2 separate regions of the Mus musculus genome follow, and region 1 is linked to region 2. Evidence: chromatin contacts called from public Hi-C data. All regions are on one chromosome and are shown on one strand. The core of a region is the stretch at or near the end of the contact, and the rest is flanking DNA. Distances in the headings are between cores, read along the strand shown.

Region 1 (2,700 bases), core at 7-2,506, 3.0 Mb before region 2:
TCAGTTTTCAGTTTTTTGTTCACAGTAGCTACACTGTCATTTCTCCGTTTTTTATCTTCATACCTAGAAGAGTCACTGCTACCTTTCCTAATTTCCTTCTTTTCAGCAACAACACTGTTTTTACACTTATCACACAGGACTTGCCTGGGCCGTAGCTTAATCGCATTCATTATTGAAGTGGGTTCTTCCCTGTACATTTTTCGTTTGGGTCGCTTAATTTTCCGAGGCGGCGGCTGAGGTATTGATTGGTTATATGTGTCCCTGATAAACAAGGGGGGAGGGTAAGGTGCTCCTTCATGGAAGAGAGGAGGTGGCTTGGAAGCCCACAGGCGCTCAGGAGGAGGGACTGGAGAGAGGTCATCGGGAACAGCACCGTTCACTTCCTGCTTGACTTCTATCCCTTCTTGGAATGTGGTACTTTGGAGCTGCATGGCGTCCGGTTTGTCCTTATATTCCCTTTTGGGAAATACTGTCACAGGGATCCCATGGGGCCCAAACCTTTGAAGGAAATGGAAGAACAAAAGAAAGCTAGTGAGTTGATATCTGTAACTCAACTTCTTAAACGTAAACAACTTCATACGCATCTATACACGAATCTAAAATAAACTACTGCTGTCTCCAAAGTAACAAAATTCTCCACTTCTTTTGATTCTACATTTAGAGAGAAACTAGAAATAACCGAAATAAATGGTTACTCTAGGCAATACCAGAGTGGCTTTATTTAAAATGGATCTGTTATCAGACAGATTAATATGAGATGCCATGTGGTATTAAACTCACTGAACCATGCACATTTTCCAGTAAATGCACCCATATATTAGACGTCATCATTTTCCTCTGGTCATACATAATACCTCTCAAAAGCTTAATACCAGCCAGGGTGGTAGCACCTGTTGGTAATCTCTGCACTCAAGGCTAAGGCAGGAACACCTGAAGTTCCAGGTCAGTTTAAACAGCACAGAATCAGATGCTCAAAGTATTTCCAATGCTGACAAGGCAGAGCTGCGTGGTTTCAAAGTTTGTTTTGTATTACTTTGTATATACTGGTGTTTTGGCTCTATGAATATCATCTATATATACCATGAGTACAGTGCCTTCAGAAGCCAGAAAAGAATCCCCCACACTGGAGTTACAGATTATTATTATTATTGTGATCTGCTGTGTTGGTACTGGTGACTGAACCCAGGTCCAGAAGAGCAGTTTGTGCTCCTAACTGATGACTCATCCCTTCAGTGTCCCTGAGTTTCACTTTTTAAAACCACAAACTACATTCAGAAATTATTTCAGTTGGGCAGACTGGCGAGAATCTGCAGTGGCAGTACCCAGGAGGGTGTGACAAAGGATTGAGTTTAAAGCCAACTTGTACAACACAGCCAAGGTCTCTTGTCTCAAAGAGAGAAAGCAAAGGAAAGAATAAAAGACAAGCAGTATTTTCAAGTGTAATCCAATTTCAAACCAGTTGTATAGCCAGTATGCATGTATAAATAGATCCCAGTATGCATGTATAAATAGATCCCAGTATGCATGTATAAATAGATCCCAGCTTCAGTAGGAAGGAGAATGAGCAGAAAATAAGAACTGTTTCTCAGACAAACCTGGAAATGTAACTGGATCAATGTAACTTGGTTGAAATAAAGAAACTTTCAGTTAAATTTGCTGTTTTTATTGCATTTTCATAAAAACAAAACCATATTCCAAGTATCTCAGTGTATGTCAGGATGCAAATTTTAAAAAACACTGAGACAACAACATCTAGCACAAGACAATGTTAATGCCAGTTTTATAAGGCAAAGTTACAGAGAACCAATGATAGCAGCAGACTATCAGGTCATGAGGAACCCTGTAAATTAGAAGAAAATGTTTTCTATATGTCAGTTTTTGAAAATAACAAGTGTTTGGGTTTTTTGCTCATTTGTTTCTGTGTTTTATGTTCTTGTCCTCTTAAATGTTCTCCAGAAGGTTCAGAATAACTTTTTAAAAATAAATCTTTAGCCAGTTGTGGTGGCTCATGCCTTTAATCTTAGTAATCAGGAGGCAGAGACAGGAGGATCTTTGTGAGTTCAAGGCTAGCCTGATCTATGTATCAAGTTCTAGGACAGCCAAGACTATTGAGAAAGATTCTATATCAAAAACAAAAAAACACCAGGCGTGGTGGTGCACGCCTTTGATCTCAGAACTTGGGAGGCAGAGGCAGGCGGATTTCTGAGTTCGAGGCCAGCCTGGACTACAAAGTGAGTTCCAGGACAGCCAGGGCTATACAGAGAAACCCTGTCTCAAAAAAAAAAAAAAAAACCAAAACAAAACAAACAAAGAAACAAACAAAAAAAAACAACCAAACAAAAAGGATAGGATCCTCTCATTATCCTCGCTAAAAATTAATAAATCTTTAGGCTGGAGAATTTAAGGCATAATAATCTGAATGATTTTGCTTACTTTTTGAAATTATGTTCACTACGTATTCTAAGCTAGCTTAGAAACTGCTATGTAGTATAGTACCAGGCTGGCCTCAAACTCAAATCCTCCTGCCTCTGCCTCACAAATCCTGGGATGACAGGCATGCCCCACCACGCCCAGTGATCTACAGTGAAGTTCTCAGAGCTCTTACCAAGTGTAAATTTTAGTTTTGCTGTATAAAATAAAAGGTTAGCTCCTAGCTCATGGATTCAGGTAATCCTCAACACAATCATCAACAAATATTAG
Region 2 (2,700 bases), core at 24-2,523:
GTGGTGTGCAAGTGTAAGCACAACAAACCCTTTCCTTCCTGACTTGCTTTGAATCCTGGGATTTTCTCACAGCACTAGAAATCCTAAATTAGACACATCCCTTCCCTTAGTCACCTTTGTCAACAGTCCCTCGGGGATAGGTGGGGCCACAGGAACCCTTCCCAAGATATGTTAATGTTTCTTAGGGCCTTTAAATGAGGGATAAAGCAGGCACTGTGAGGAAGTGACCCTAACCTGTTGTACTTGATTCATGTTAGTCAGAAGTTTCCTTTCCAAGCACTTGAACAAATACAAGATATACGTATATAAATAATTGCTATTTCTGATCTAACGACTGTGGCCAGCAGTGATTTGTTGGTATAACTATAACCCACCTCACATAAGTTCTAAACTGAATGAAGATAATCAGCAAATACAACAGACACAAGAAGTGAGTAATACCTGGAATACTCATGGTACTAGAAGTAACATTAAAATTCACATGCTTTGGACTCCAGGACCTTTCGCTCTTATGATTCTGCATATTCTGTCCCAAAATGGAGAATTAATACATATGAAATTGCATAATCCCCATGATGCAAACCATATTCTGTGCTACCATGAGAGGATAATATGATGACTTTCCCTCTCTTATAAGAGCAGAGTAGTCTTTATCAAACATGTCGTCACAAAACAACCTAACAAAATGTGCTACATTTTAGTGTTCACTGGGAAGCTTATATCCCAATCCAAAACCAGATCGTTTTGGTTTGTTTGTTTGTTTGTTTTGTTTTTTTACATTAGTTCAACAAATAAGACACTGGAGCAATATAAACAGCTAGAAGAGGACAGAACATAACCGAAAAATCACTAAATCTATCACTACATACAAACTGTGAAGCAAATGCCTAGCAATGAAAGGAGAAATGGTCAGGTATTAGTTGGGAAACAGGACATTCCTCTTGGAAACGTACAGAACGAATTGACTAGGCATTGCATCCTTAACCAGCCTGTAACTATTTGCAGCTCCGTGTGGAACAGTCATCAAGACAGACTGGGTCTTGGGTCCCAAAAAGCAAAAAGCTGAAATCATGCAAAGCGTGTTTGCGTAATAAAGTAGAAATGAGTAACAGGCAAAATTCTAAGAACTTAAAAGTGAAACCTGAGACTTCCAAACAATTTGTGGTTCTAAGGATAAGCATCAAAATACAACGCACTCTAGACTGAGTGGAAACGAAGGAACACCATATGTGGAGCGCACTGTATCAGTGCAAACTACAGTCACTGCCTGTACTGACTACGACGACGGTCTTAAAAGCCAATAAAGATTCTACTTATGAAACGGGGGTGGGAGGCCAAGTGAAACCCAGGCGAGCGAGCAAGCGGAAGGAAGCAATGAAAAAGATGGGGTGATAAAATTCTAACAAATTAGCAAGAGAAAAATCAAAACCGAAAACTGGCTCTTTGGAAAGAGTGATAAACGATAGAAAAACTAAGAGATTAACTCTGGTATTAGAAAAAAAAAAAAAAAAGATATACTACTACAGACACTGGAAGACATTCATGGGGGCTGGAGAGGAGGCTCAGAGTAAAGGCGCGCGGGCTGGCATGGTGAGCTGAGTGGGGTCTCCGGAAAACACGTGGATGGAAAGGAAGAACAGACTTTCCGAAGCTGTTCTCAGACATCTCCAAGTGCTGCCAAATATGTCTGCATGCACATACAAAATAAGTAATTTTAAACAGAAAAATGGGCCATGAAGAAGATAAGGGCTAGAGAGATGGCTCAGGGGTTAAGAGCACAGACTCCTCTTCAGAGGTCCTGAATTCAATTCCCAGCAAACACATGGTGGCTCACAACCATCTGTAATGGGATCTGGTGCCCTCTTCTGGTGTGTCTGAAGAGAGTAAAGGTGGTGTACTCATATGCATAAATAAATGTTTTTGTTTTTTTTTTTAAAAAGAAGATATGATAAGCAAGTCTACCTATACAGAGTTCAAATAATTTAAGTCAGTTCTTGAAATACAAAACTGCCACAATGTATGGGGCTGGAGACCTGAGGGGTGAAGAGCACTGGCTGCTCCTGCAGAAGACCTGGGTTCACTTCCCAGCACCCTCTTGGCAGCTCACAGCTGTCTACAACTCTAATTTCAGGGGATCCAATGCCCTGGTATGGTCTCTGTGAGCACTACACGTGTGGTGCTCATTCATGCAGGAAAAAATACTCATACACATAAAGTGGGGAAAAAACTTTAAAAAGAACTGCCAAAATTTAACTAAAATGAACTATATAATTTGAATAATTTCTTATAGTTCTAAAAGATGTTTAAAGGAGTGAACTGTACAGATGACTCGGCAGTTAAGAGCACTGGCTGTTCTTCCAGAGGGCCCAGGTTCAATTCCCAACACCCATGTGGCAGCTCGCAAGTGCCTCTATCTCCACCTCTAGGGAATCTAACACTCTCACACAGACATATATGTAGGCAAAACACGAATGCACATAGAATAATAAATATTTTTTTAAATGTAAAAGGGTCACAAGGTTCTAATAACTCTCTTCTAGACAGAGCTATTTCACAGTTCATCTTACAGGATCAGAATTAATGCATGAAGACAAGAGGAAGACAGCAGAAAAATTATCAGTATTCCAAATGAACACAAATCTGAGATGAATGTAAATATGTAAACTGAGTGATACTCATGGCTAGGTTTGGGTGAGGGAT

Evidence for each region. A called contact is a pair of places that touch in the nucleus more often than the background predicts.
Region 1: a contact with region 2 is called in a Hi-C map of the G1E-ER4 cell line, with 2.3 times the contacts expected there. The contact joins two enhancer-like sites. A contact is called at or near these places in 7 of 39 promoter capture datasets (the 3T3-L1 cell line, the C10 cell line, cranial neural crest and 3 more), 1 of 484 Hi-C or Micro-C datasets (the G1E-ER4 cell line), 8 of 115 datasets of contacts at active chromatin or transcription factors (T-cell acute lymphoblastic leukemia, acute myeloid leukemia, embryonic forebrain and 3 more) and 2 of 9 other capture datasets (adipose tissue and embryonic stem cells).

The regions. Positions count from the first base shown.
Region 1 is chr11:43,702,332-43,705,031 of GRCm38.p6, reverse strand. Pwwp2a (PWWP domain containing 2A) reads right to left here. Exons shown (of 2, transcript NM_027557.1): 2 at 1-498. Among named protein-coding and RNA genes, the nearest start is that of Gm34963, 22 kb to the right of the region's middle. Within about 2 kb of position 1,256, at least 31 of the 459 cell types and tissues checked have an H3K27ac peak or open chromatin away from gene starts, as enhancers often do. A contact at or near this core is called in the G1E-ER4 cell line, where this site is marked.
Region 2 is chr11:40,745,149-40,747,848 of GRCm38.p6, reverse strand. No RefSeq gene overlaps it. Among named protein-coding and RNA genes, the nearest start is that of Ccng1, 8.8 kb to the left of the region's middle. Within about 2 kb of position 1,273, at least 18 of the 459 cell types and tissues checked have an H3K27ac peak or open chromatin away from gene starts, as enhancers often do. A contact at or near this core is called in the G1E-ER4 cell line, where this site is marked.